3 separate regions of the Mus musculus genome follow, and all the other regions are linked to region 1. Evidence: chromatin contacts called from public HiChIP or PLAC-seq data. All regions are on one chromosome and are shown on one strand. The core of a region is the stretch at or near the end of the contact, and the rest is flanking DNA. Distances in the headings are between cores, read along the strand shown.

Region 1 (4,160 bases), core at 632-3,131:
GGATGCAGAAAATGTGGTACATTTACACAGTGGGGTATTACTCAGCTATTAAAACAACGAATTTATGAAATTTTTAGACAAATGGATGGATCTGGAGGATATCATCCTAAATGAGGTAATTCAATTTCAAAATAATACACATGATATGCACTCACTGATAAGTGGATTTTAGCCCAGGAATATAGAATATCCAAGATACAATTTGCAAAACACATGAAACTCAAGAAGAAGAAAGACCAAAGTGTGGACACTTTGATCCTTTTTAGAATGGGGGAAAAATACCCATAGAAGGAGTTACCAGAGACAAAGTTTGGAGTAGAGACTGAAGGCATGACCATCCAGAAACTGCCCATCTGGGGGATCCATCCCATAAACAACCACCAAAACCAGACACTATTGCAGATGCCAGCAAGAGCTTGCTGACAGGAGACTAATATAGCTGTCTCCTGAGAGGCTCTGCCATTGCCTGACTAATACAGAAGTGGATGCTCATAGTCATCTATTAGATGGAGCACAGGGTCCCCAATGAAGAAGCTAGTGAAAGTACCCAAGGAGCTGAAGGGGTTTGCAGACCCATAGGAGGAGGAACAATATGAACTAACCAGTAACCCTAGAGCTCCCTGGGACTAAACCACCAAGCAAAGAAAACACACGGAGAGACTCATGGCTCTAGTTGCATATGCAGCTGAGAATGGCCTAGTTGGTCATCAATAGGAGAAGAGGCCCTTGGTCCTGTGAAGGTTCTATGCCCCATATAGGATAATTCCTGGACCAGGAAGCGGGAATGGGTAGGTTGGGGAGCAGGGGGAGGGGGAAGAGGATAGGAGATTTTCGGAGGGGAAACTAGGAAAGGGGATAACATTTGAAATGTAAATAAAGAAAATATGTAATTTAAAAAAAGAAGAGTTGCCTTGGTCATGGTGTCTGTTCATAGCAGTAAAACCCTTATCTAAGACAGACATACATTTTTTAAATATATAGGATCTCCTTAATGAAGACTATAAGTGAAGATGACATAGTACTTTGAGTAAAGCTTATCTCAACAAAAATCACCCAACATTTTAATGGTCTATATGACATACAATATGAAAAATGGATGTCTTCCTAACGTTAGAGAAACAGCTTAGCCTGGGGCTCCTGGTTTTCACGAGACCTACTGAGTCTTAGTTCACCTGTTACCCATACCATGTGCACTTACACAGTGTTTGGGCAAGCTGTCAGCCAGCTCTACCCTAAAACATCTGCCACCAATGTGAACTTTTGAGACAACTATAAATGTTTCCCTGTTAATATGTTAATTTATGTTTTTTTTTTCCAACAACCCTGACACTAAGGATGCATAGCAAAGAGTTTGTAAACTGATCAGTCTCACAAAATTATCCTCACTTCAGACACTGGTTGTAAGGTCTGACAGTCATGTGTGTTCTGACTAACTGCCTATAAATCTGGGGACTCCCATGGTCTCCCTGCAACTGTAAAACAATGATTTGCAAAGATGACTCAACCTCTGGGAAGGCTGTAGAGTTATAATCATAGTTTTATTATAAAGATTGCAACAAGGGTCATCCTAGTGAAAGAAATGTGTAACAGAGAAATGGATTGTTTTGGGAAGAATAAAATAGTTTTTTAACTGGAAAATATAACCCAGAAAATGAAACTTACAAGGTAAGCTTAAAGTTAAAGAAGAGAAATCTTAAAGATGGGTCACAGAAACTAATAAAACTTGAGCACAAAAATAAAACAACAACAAAAACTAGAAAGCACCCCTCCTCCAACACACACAAGAAAGTGGCAGCCAGGCACGGTGATACACACTTGAACTGCCAGCAGTGTAAGAGCTTGAGGTGGGAGGGTTGCAATTTTAAGCCAGTGAGACCATGACTCACAAGAAAAAGAAAAGCAAATAGAATCTTGGTGACCTGTGAGACACAAGCAGTCAAACTACCGTAAATAGTAGGAACACGTTGGATCAGATAAAGATTCAAGGAAATACCGGTCAAAGGCTTTCAAAGATCATGTGACAATCTTAATAGATGAAGAAAAAAACAAAAACCCTTTGGCAAATTCCAATCTACCTTCATGATAAAAGTCCTACAGAATGTAGGGCTAAAGAGAACATACCGCAACCTAATAAAATCTCTATATAAGAAATCCACAGCCAACAACATCCCAAATTGGGAATAAAAATCTTGGAGCAATCTCACTGAAGCCAGGAATGAGTCAGGACTGTCTGCTATCCCCACTCCTTCTCAACATTGTGCTGGAAGCACAAGCTGGCATAGTAAGACAAGAGAAGGAAATTTAAAGGGATACAGATAAGAAAATAAGTTTAAAAAAATCCTTATTGGTGGATGACATGATATTGCTCATTAAGGATCCCCCAAATTTGTCAGAATTCTAGAAACAATAAATTCAGTAATATGGCAGGATGCAGAATCAATGTCCACTAATCGATAGATTTCTATACACCACCAACAAAGATACAGAGAAAGAGATTTTAGATGCAATCCCATTCCCAATAGCTTTCAGATTGGAGGATGTATATCACCCAAGAAGAAATGATCACTATAAAGTCAGATGATATTACACAAACTCATATCAGACCCTGACATAATAAAATTAGTACAAATCAACCAAAAGGAGAAAACCAAAAAGAATTCGTAGGAAAAGCACTGCACACATAGGTGAAAGGTGTTAAGAATGATGTAGGACTTCCAATAATAATGCAGGTCAGAATCACTGGATAGTTTGGCCCCTCACTTGACCTAATTTAATCCACAGGTACCAATTCTATGACAATGTACTTTTCAAGGTGTAACTTCTTTCTTCCTCCCCTTCTTTCTCCTCTTCACCTTCCTCATCTTTCTTCTTCTTTTTCTGGCAGTAAGGATTGAATCCAGGGGTTCTTATAAGCAATTCTCTACCAGTGATCTAATCCCAAGCAATTTTTAATTTTTTAATTTTGAGACAGTGTCTTACCAAGTTGCCCAGGCTGACTTTGAACTCATTCTGTGCCCAGGCAGGCCTTACACTTGCAATCCTCCTGGCTCAGCCTCACAAGTAGCTGGGATGAAATTCCTGAGACACTAGACCCAGCTTGCATGGTGTTAACTTCTAACCTGCCTTCATTACCAAACACTTGGGACAAGTGAACACAAGTAAGCCAAGAGATACCCATGCAGCATGGCAATGGTGCACCAGTGTGGGGAGCCGCCCTCACATTCGCCATTACAAGATGGCGCTGACATCCTGTGTTCTAAGTAGTAAACAAATAATCTGCGCATGTGCCAGGGTAGTTCTCCACTTCATGTGCTCTGCCTTCCCTGTGACGACAACTCGGCCGATGGGCTGCAGCCAATCAGGGAGCTACACGTCCTAGGCAGAGGATAATTCTCCTTAAAAGGGACGGGGTTTTGCCATTTTCTCTCTTGCTCCTGAAGAAGTAAGCAATAAAGCTTTTGCCGCAGAAGATTCCGATTGTCCTGAGCGTGTTCTTTCTGGTGGGAACAAAAGCTCGGGATACACCAGGTATAAAAAATTATGCCTACCATTAATCTCTGCTATGTATTTAAAACCACTCTTTGCTAATGATCTAATGCGTTCCAGAAAGAAATGCCAGCACAATTTTAAAAAATTGGTGCAGTGATACTGACTCAGGAGAAGTCAGAAATCATTCTATAGAACTCACTCTAAACATTCGAGAAAGAAAGATCAGGGATGCAAATATATTTACATTACATACAAACTAGCCACGTTCTATCAGTGAGCATGATATCCACTGACACACAGTTGAGCAGAGGGGCAGCAGGCTTGGACACCAAAAAATTTGGTCAGTGATAGTGCAGTGGCCCTTTTATTTTCCTCTTTGTGCATGTGACAGTGTAAAAGTTTTTAAGTTGGTTTGACATTTTCATGGCATTACTCTTTGGAGCAGTTTTAAGTTCACAGAAAAACTGAGCAGAAGGGAGACTTCTCATGGGTGTCTTCCGTTGCGTTTCACCCTCATGCACATAACCTCCTGCACATAAACATCTCCCCATGGAGTATCATATTTGTGACAGTGCATGGACACATATCATCCCAAACTCCTGAATGCTGTTTTTTTTTTTTTTTTGTTTGTTTGTTTTGTTTTGTTTTGGTTTTTGGCTTTTCGAGACAGG
Region 2 (3,995 bases), core at 564-3,063, 100 kb before region 1:
ATTGGCTTACTCCCCATTGCTTGTTCAGCAACCAATCCAGGTGTGGTCCCAACTACAGTGATCTGGGCACTCCCATATCAAACATCAATCAAGAAAATGCACTATAGGCTTGCCCACAGGCAATGTGTTCAGGGCATTTTCTCAATTGACTTCTTAAAGGACTCTAGCTTGTATCGAGTTGACATACCTGAGCCAGCACAAAGCTCTGATGATAAATCACTGTTGAAAAGGAGTAGCATATGGTAGCTGTTGAATAGGATTCAGTCTTGTGGATGTGTTGCATACCTCTGAGGTGGCTAGTATCTGTTCTCATTCCATTTGAGTCCTCTCTGTACCAGACTCTCAACAATATCATACATTTTGTTGGGGTTGAAAACTATTGCTTTACTGTGGCTAACAATAAATACACAACGCTGGGAGGTAGGGCTTGTGAAGGTAGAAATCCTGGATTCCAGGTCCACTTTGTCACCATCAAACTTTGGGATCTCCAGGACCACTACTTGGTGAATTTCAGGGTTCAGTTGCCTCTTCTATAGACAGTTGGTGGGGTGGTATGTTAGCTTGGGTTGAGTGAGTGGTAACACCATAGAATTGCTGAAGAGTCTTGATGGTTGTCTATGCTGGCATCGCTACTTCCCCTGGTAGTTCCAGAAAGTTCTCAGGCTGACTCATTGTAGATGGAGCTGTTTGTCAGAATCATTGCAAACGCACAGTTGGGTAAGAGCTATTGTCATTCTTCCTCTCTTGCTGTATGGGCGCCTGTTCCTACCCTTATCATAATGCAGCACAAAGAAAGGTGTTATCCCTCTCCATAGAACAGAAGTAACAATGCCCGGGCTCAGAGAGTATTTCTAACACCTGAATGAGATAATGTATTAGAAAGTCTTTAGGGAGTGTATGCTTTCTTGTTTCCGTTTAAGCCTTTAATCTTTAACCTGTGTAGCTTCCGTACTACTCAGATGAATGCTTTCTGTCTCTCTCTCTCTCTCTCTCTCTCTCTCTCTCTCTCTCTCTCTCACATACCTCATTTAGACAAAAACATAAGAGAAATCACTTCAGGACATAGCAGTATAAGTTTTATCAGAAGCAACTTTTTCACTGATAACCTTTTATGAGATTTAAAGTATCACTTGAGTATAAAGAAATCGGTGACATTGCTTTATATTACTGAGTCTAATACTCCAAAGACCAAAACATACACACTAAAGCCATCCGCCCCCTTGCTGTTTCCTGGCTTCACAGAGCTAGGCGGCTGGTAGGCCTCAAGCCAGTCAGCTCCAGTATATTCTTTTCCCTCTTAGTGATTCTGTGTCTATCATTTAAGTTGTGATACTGTACAAATATACTAGATAGAACCAATGTCCTCCTTACTAAAAATAAATATACTTTTTTGAAACTTCCTTCTCACAAGTATATTATCATCTTCCCATGAGAAGCTCTAACCCGCAGAGTTGGAAGGGTGTGAAGGGTGACAGCTGTCACTGCAAGCCAGAGTGATGACAGAGAGGCTCTTGGACAGATAATTCAGTCTTTCAACCTTCCAAGCAAGCTAGTGTGACTTGTGCTCTTTGATTCCTTATGCTCATTCCGTGGTAGCCCTGGGTAGCTCTGATCAAATGTTCCTCAAGAAATGTGTTTATTAAAGTATATATGGTAGTCTCTGAAGCCGGAACAAGTTGTATCCACGACTTTCCCCCCTTCTTCTGTAGTAATAAAGTAACCAGTGATTTAGCTGATAGAGACTTGAGACTTACTCAATGGCGTTTCCATGGAGACTAGCAGCCTGAACGGATTACTGCACTTCCTCTGCTTGGTGGCTGCTGGTTTCGCTCTGCATTTGCATTTCTGTAGAAGACTTCCTACCCCCTGGAGCTCTGGGGGTTTTATGAGTAAAGAGTAAACTCACTTTATGGCATTTCCTCTTAAGCAGTCAGTTCACATGCCAGTCTGCAAAGTGCAGAGCAGTGCTCTCTCCTGAGTTCATCTGAGGTTTCTGCCGGCTGATTGAAAATGGAGGGAGAGAGAGAGTTAGAGAGCAGCAGGGACTGCAGCCGCTTGGGGAAGGCTTGGGGAAGCCGCTTCTCTTTGACCAAAGAGAAGATGTTCATATAGGAAGTTAGTTGTGTCATGAATTTGAGAAGACTGAAATGTCAACCCAGAAGTTAGGAGAGTAAAGTAAAGTTAGGGGAGTAAACTCACTCTGGAACAGAAGTCTCCAGGAAAGGATTTTATACAACAGAACGGCACTGCTGGTTTGTGATTTTTGGAGCCCAGGTTGACCTAGAATTTGTAATTCCCTGGCTTAGCCTTACTCTCAAGGGTGCTGGTGTCTGAGGCGCACACACTGCCACACCCAATGGAATAGACCTAGAAACATATAGTAGGTTTGGTTTTGTTTTTTTTTTCTCTCTCTCTCTTTAATGAGAATCTTTTTCTCACTGGAAAATTATACTTTTTATTTGTGGTATAAAAGGAAAACTTTTTGCAAACATGCCAAGGAAAATATTTAAAATGTAAATACATTAAATGTGTATAAAGTATATATATATATCTCCAGTCAAATGTCCAACAGTCTGGAGTGTCTGCTTCTACTCGTCCTTAAGTTGCTCGCATGTGGACACACACGTGTACAGATTTGAAAACAAAAACTGTGCTGCATAACCTGTCTGCAAGCTGATTTTTGTGTGTGTGTGTTTCACACCATTAATTATGAACCTCTTTCCATGTCTTTTATTGCTCTGCAGTATCATCAATAATGCAGTTTTTTCCTCCTCCAATAAAAGAGCGTTTACCATCCAGGCCCTCTTTCAGCTAGTCAATAGAAAAGCACAGAGGAGTCCTGAAATAAAATGGCTCTTTGCACAATTTAAGAAAAAAAAAAAAAAAGGATAAGGATGAGTTCTGGACACCCATTGGTGTCCCTTTTGTGGATCTGTCCTGCTGCTGGTGTCCAGTGAGGCTGTTAATGTGAGAGGGCTTCTGATAGGTTCTCATAGTTTAACCTCTAAAACAATCTCTCTCTTCAACACCCCCTGCCCACCCACTCAGTTCCCTATAACCGAAATACTTAAAGATTTTTACCTTATTCTTCCATTGAATCAATTTATGAGCTTATTAGCATATGTAAACGTGATAGCACTTTTGGGTTGGTCTTTGCTTTGTAGGTAGGTAATTTATTATAAAAGTAGATTGTGAATCCAGGCCAGGTGGTGCCTATCCTACCTGTAATTCCAGAAAGCAGAGACAAAGAGGTTGAATGTTCAAGACCAGCTTCAAAGTTCCCTATCTTTAAATTGGGGGGGAGGGGTGGAGGGGGCTCTAAAAATAGACTCTGGTAAAAAGAAAACATTGAAAGAATTTGCAAAATTTTAATGAAGAGATTATCTTGCTACCTGCAGTAGGAGATGACATAATCCAAGTCAAATTTACTAACAGACCTTGAAAGCTGTTTCATAAATCAATCTGTAAGTTTATTATTGGTGGGCAACAAGCAACACAATTGCTAAAGATTAAGCTGTTCCTTTCCTTTGGCTTCAAGAGCACAAACTAGGTTCATCTCTTATCACCAGCCTACTCCATGACACACTCACCTCTCACCTGGATCACTGCAGCAGGCAGCCAGCCAGACTCCTCCTACTCTGCTTCATCCACCCTCATATTATTCATCCCACTTGTTAAGATCATCTCTCTCCCCTACTTGCAGCCTTCAGTTGCTGAAATAAAATTCAGGCTCCTTCTGAAGCACTGGAAGGTGGGAGACCTGGTCAGGACCCTAACTCAGACCTCTCAGCCCACACCTGCCTTAGCCACTACCTCTTGGCTGTTCTTCAAACATAAAGATCCAGTTCTAGTTGAAGACTGTGGGACCTGCTGCCCAAGTCTACTTTCTGCTGGTCCACATCCCTGAGAATTCAGCTGAGATGTAACCCCCTCAGAAGAGTCCACCCGACTTCATCACTCAGGATTTCTGTTCATCGTTCTGGATGCCTTATTTC
Region 3 (4,091 bases), core at 640-3,139, 120 kb before region 1:
GCTTTTTACAAAAAGTAGATAATGTCTAAGCACTGTCTTGTCATTAGTAGTTGAGTTGGGCTAGAGCTGGGAGTTGTATTCTAGGCACTAGAATTTCCACCAAGCTTACCATGGTTATCTTGCCCTAGAAAGTTAGGGTAGGGGAGTATAGCAGTGGTAACATCACCAAAAAAGTAACCTTGCTCAAAGGTGAGGAGAAATGGTTTGTTGCCTATTTCTGATGACCCTCAGTCTGCCTAGGAGTTGCTTCTATATGGTTAATAGTATACAGTGACTGAAATGCTATATATGAGTCTTCAGTGTATCCTTTCTGTTAATTAATAATCCTAGCAACCAAAGTTCACATGGTACTAGAACTCAGGTTTTGATAAGGTATCCAGGCCTAATAGTGAAGAAATAATGTCGTAGACAAAGAGAGGATGTTTGCTCAGTGATTAGTCCACGTCTTTTTGTTTTCATGGCACTTCTGTGAAGGGCACCTTTATTTAAGAAAGAATGAATTCATTATGTGCAAAGAGCTGTCAAGATGACATCAGTCATCAGTCTTGCAAGCCACACTTAGACTAGGGAGGAGCATATGCAAATAGTTTTAGTTTGTAGCATCTTTCTTTTGAGCTCTTTCTGTATTCCCCCAGGATAGGGAGATAAAAATAGCTAGGAAAGAAAATGATCTAAGATAGTTTACTTTTCCACAGCTAATCAATTACCCAGCATGGCTCACACATAACCAGATTGGGGAGTGAGCTGGAAAGCTGTGGAACTTCAGTTGAACTTGGGCTGCTGCTTGCCCTCTTCAAGGAAGCAGCTGCATCATCTGAATCATCTTTACCTGTCAAAGAAAGATGCGCTGTAGCCAGGCTTTAGCTTGGTACCACCAAGAGCAACTTTGTCTGGTCCTATTTCCACACTTAACTCCCAGGCCTCAGAAGCTTAGCCTCACTGCTCTGATTCAAATTCAACTGTGGTTGAATCAGAAGGTGCCTAGGCCTCGTGTGCCTGGACAAGCCTGGGGTAAGAGGTAGTGTGACTTCCTGAGGCCATTGTCTGCTCTCATTTTACAGACTGCTCCTATTGGAGTATTTTGTTTTCAGTTAATTTTTGTTATACTAAGAATGGAAGAATAAAGTTAACTATTTTAACCCATGTCAGGTGCTGCTAACTCGTGATGTGCCAGGCCAGCAGCACCATGGTGGGTACAATGCTTTGTCAGCGGGTAGGGCTTGAGACACTATGGCCACTCTACTGACATCTGTGCTTACTCAGAAATGCCCTCAAATGCAGCTGCTTTGTGGCTACACACCCGTTGTCCAGAGTTTCTGTGTTTCCTTGCCAAGTCTTTAACCATGTAACCAACCTAACCGGCAAAACAGGAATGTAACAAACGATCTCTGTGATATGAGTCACATTAACTATTTATATGGACGAGGTTGCTAAGGCGTTATAGGAGCTTCGTGACTGCAGGCCCTGCTGGAACATGTTCACTGAATTTCTAAACATAGATAGAAATTGCATCCCACAACATACCCCTAAATATGCAGTTCTACATTTGGAGTTACAAACAAAGTAAAGTAGAAAGACTATCTTAGCTTTGGAGTGATTCTATCCATGCATCAAGAGTTGAAAAAGAAGGAGGAGGAGGAGGAGGAGGAGGAGGGAGGGAGGGGGAGGAGGGGTTGGGGAGGCAGGGGTGGGGAGGAGAGAAAGATTAAAAAGTTTAATAGTTCAACGTTCAACGTACTTTTGTTTCTAAAAGAGCTATTTGTTTTCTTTTCTCCTGAGGTGAGTTTTGCTTTTCAGCTCAACTCCTCAGAGAATATACTCTTGTCTTTAACCACAAGAGGAACTAGTCAGAAAGGTCATTGTTGTCTTAACAAACTTCACCATGTTAGAAGATATTACATAGTGAACTTTCTAAGCCAACTCACTTGTTTGACAGTGGTTTCAGATTGAGTCATATCTTAGGGATTGGCACCTTTTGCTCGTGGCACTGCATTAATGTACCACCATCTCAGGGTAAACTGGCTTACATTTGTTCACACTGCCAGATGCCAAATAACAATGTAAGTTATGCTGATTTTCTTCAAGTGAGCATCAGGGAGCTCTAGTCACAACTCAGCAATGTTTATAGAGCCTCTACTGAGTATCATTCTGGGAACTTATAATGCAAAAAGAAGTGTCTTAATTAGGTTTCTATTGTGGTGATGAAACACCACGATCAAAAAGCAAGTTGAGGAGGAAAAGGTTTATTTTTGCTTACACTTCCACATCACAGTTCATCATCACCACAGGAAGTCAGAATAAGAACTCAAGTAGGGCCGAATTCTGGAGGCAGGGGTTGATGCAGAGGCCCTGGAGGGTGCTGCTTACTGCCTTGCTCTCCAAGGCTTGCTCTGCCTGCTTTCTTATAGAACCCGGGATCACCAGCCCAGGGATGGCCCCACCTACAATGGGCTAGGCCCTCCCCCATCAATCGCTAATTAAGAAAATGCCTTACAGGCCCGCCTGTAGCCTAATCTTCTGGAGTTCTTTTCTTAATTGAGGTTCCTCCTCTCACATAACTTTAGCTTGCATCAAGTTGACATAAAACTGTCCAGCACAAGGGTCACTAATTTTCAGTGAGGGCAAAGTCTAAATTTATGTATAAGGAGGCCGACACACACAAGTCATCAGAATGTACTCTGATAAGTGCAGTATTATTGAAATACTTAGAGTTAAATCTTAGGGACCACTGTCTAATTTTTAATGGAAAATCCACAGTAGAGCCAACTTTGCTTATACCAGTCATCTCAAAGAAAACAGGATCATTCTATCTTTTTCCTGATGTTTCAGCTCTCTGTGATCCTGATATACTCAGGATATCTGCAATGTGGAGAGCCCAGCAGAGGGGCAATCATATTAAGTCAGAGAGTGTTTATGTCTCCCTGGAGGAATCTCACTAAAGATTTATAGTAAGCTAGATATTTTAATAATCTGTTTCCCTCCTCCTTGTTTCTGTAGCAGCAGCCGTTGGCAACACATTGCTATAAAGAGACAGATAGTAAACAATTTTAGACTTTGCCCATCGTACGTTCTCTATGGCACGTACGCACCTCAGCATTTTATCAGCTATTAGCAACAGGCTATACACAAGCCAGAACAGTGCATTTCAGTATAGTCTTACTTACAAAACCAGGGCTTTGGCAGATTTGCCCTACTGATGTAGTTTACCAAGCCCCATTCTATAAGCAATATCGTTTTAATCTTGATAAACAGCTAGCATTTACTAAAGGGTATGGCTCATGAAATAACCTTAAACTTGAAATTAGGATACCTGATTAGGGTCTGAGACCTGGTACCACATCACAACACTCCCCTGATTCAGCTCACTACTTTGCCTCAGTCTTTGCTGTAAAAAGTGAGGAAATTTGACAAAATGACTTCCGTGACGTCTTTGACAATTGGTGTTCTAGCTTCATTTCTGTTGTCATGATAAATGTCACGATCAAAAGTACTTTTGGAAGGAAATGGTTTATTTTATCCTACAAATTCTAGCCCCTCATCACAGGAATCCAGGGCAGGAGCTCGCTCAAGGCAGGAGTTGGAGGCAGGAATCACAGAGGAATGCTGCTTACTGGCTTGCTTTCAGAGTTATAGTCATCTATCTTACACTACTTGGACCACCTACTCAAAAGTGGCATTGTCTAGAGGGGCTTGGCCTTCCCACATCAATCAACAGTCAAGAAAATACCACAGAGACATGCCTGTAGGCCAATTTGGTGGAGACTGGTTTCTCACTTGAGGTTCTTTCTTCCCATGTGTGTCAAGTTGACAACCACAATTAGCCATTACAGTTGATGTCACGTCCCCCCTCCCCCCGCTCCCCCCCCCCACTATGGAAAAACATAGGAACTAGATCTTACAAAAATGGAATCCTGGAGAGAAATGTCTAAAGCCTGCATCCTGTTCTGAAGCTGTATCTGACAAGATGCTTCTGTATGACATAGAGAGAATGGGGAGACTAGGAGTCAAACATTATGGATGTGAGCCTCGGGGATTTAGCAGACTAGCTCTTTAAGAGTAAACAAAAAGAAGTGGCTTCCTCAAGAGGTGGG

What was found. HiChIP or PLAC-seq counts read pairs in DNA pulled down with a chosen protein or histone mark.
Region 2: a contact with region 1 is called in an HNF4G HiChIP or PLAC-seq map of pancreatic cancer cells. The contact joins two enhancer-like sites. A contact is called at or near these places in 1 of 15 datasets of contacts at CTCF or cohesin (the NIH/3T3 cell line), 9 of 484 Hi-C or Micro-C datasets (CD4 T cells, CD8 T cells, the G1E-ER4 cell line and 5 more), 4 of 115 datasets of contacts at active chromatin or transcription factors (the HPC-7 cell line, bone marrow-derived macrophages, large pre-B cells and 1 more) and 4 of 9 other capture datasets (adipose tissue, bone marrow-derived macrophages, liver and 1 more).
Region 3: a contact with region 1 is called in an HNF4G HiChIP or PLAC-seq map of pancreatic cancer cells. The contact joins two enhancer-like sites. A contact is called at or near these places in 2 of 15 datasets of contacts at CTCF or cohesin (the NIH/3T3 cell line and large pre-B cells), 9 of 484 Hi-C or Micro-C datasets (Th1 cells, adipose-derived mesenchymal stem cells, bone marrow-derived macrophages and 5 more), 7 of 115 datasets of contacts at active chromatin or transcription factors (CD8 T cells, the HPC-7 cell line, T-cell acute lymphoblastic leukemia and 4 more) and 3 of 9 other capture datasets (adipose tissue, liver and pancreatic islet).

The regions. Positions count from the first base shown.
Region 1 is chr1:53,718,867-53,723,026 of GRCm38.p6, reverse strand. All of the region lies in intron 4 of Gm32311 (a long non-coding RNA gene), which reads right to left. Among named protein-coding and RNA genes, the nearest start is that of Dnah7a, 14 kb to the right of the region's middle. Within about 2 kb of position 1,881, at least 45 of the 459 cell types and tissues checked have an H3K27ac peak or open chromatin away from gene starts, as enhancers often do. A contact at or near this core is called in the NIH/3T3 cell line, adipose-derived mesenchymal stem cells and pancreatic cancer cells, where this site is marked.
Region 2 is chr1:53,821,804-53,825,798 of GRCm38.p6, reverse strand. The region is part of intron 28 of Hecw2 (HECT, C2 and WW domain containing E3 ubiquitin protein ligase 2); the gene reads left to right. Among named protein-coding and RNA genes, the nearest start is that of Mir7681, 26 kb to the left of the region's middle. Within about 2 kb of position 1,813, at least 275 of the 459 cell types and tissues checked have an H3K27ac peak or open chromatin away from gene starts, as enhancers often do. A contact at or near this core is called in adipose-derived mesenchymal stem cells and pancreatic cancer cells, where this site is marked.
Region 3 is chr1:53,843,314-53,847,404 of GRCm38.p6, reverse strand. The region is part of intron 21 of Hecw2 (HECT, C2 and WW domain containing E3 ubiquitin protein ligase 2); the gene reads left to right. Among named protein-coding and RNA genes, the nearest start is that of Mir7681, 4.1 kb to the left of the region's middle. Within about 2 kb of position 1,889, at least 102 of the 459 cell types and tissues checked have an H3K27ac peak or open chromatin away from gene starts, as enhancers often do. A contact at or near this core is called in the NIH/3T3 cell line and pancreatic cancer cells, where this site is marked.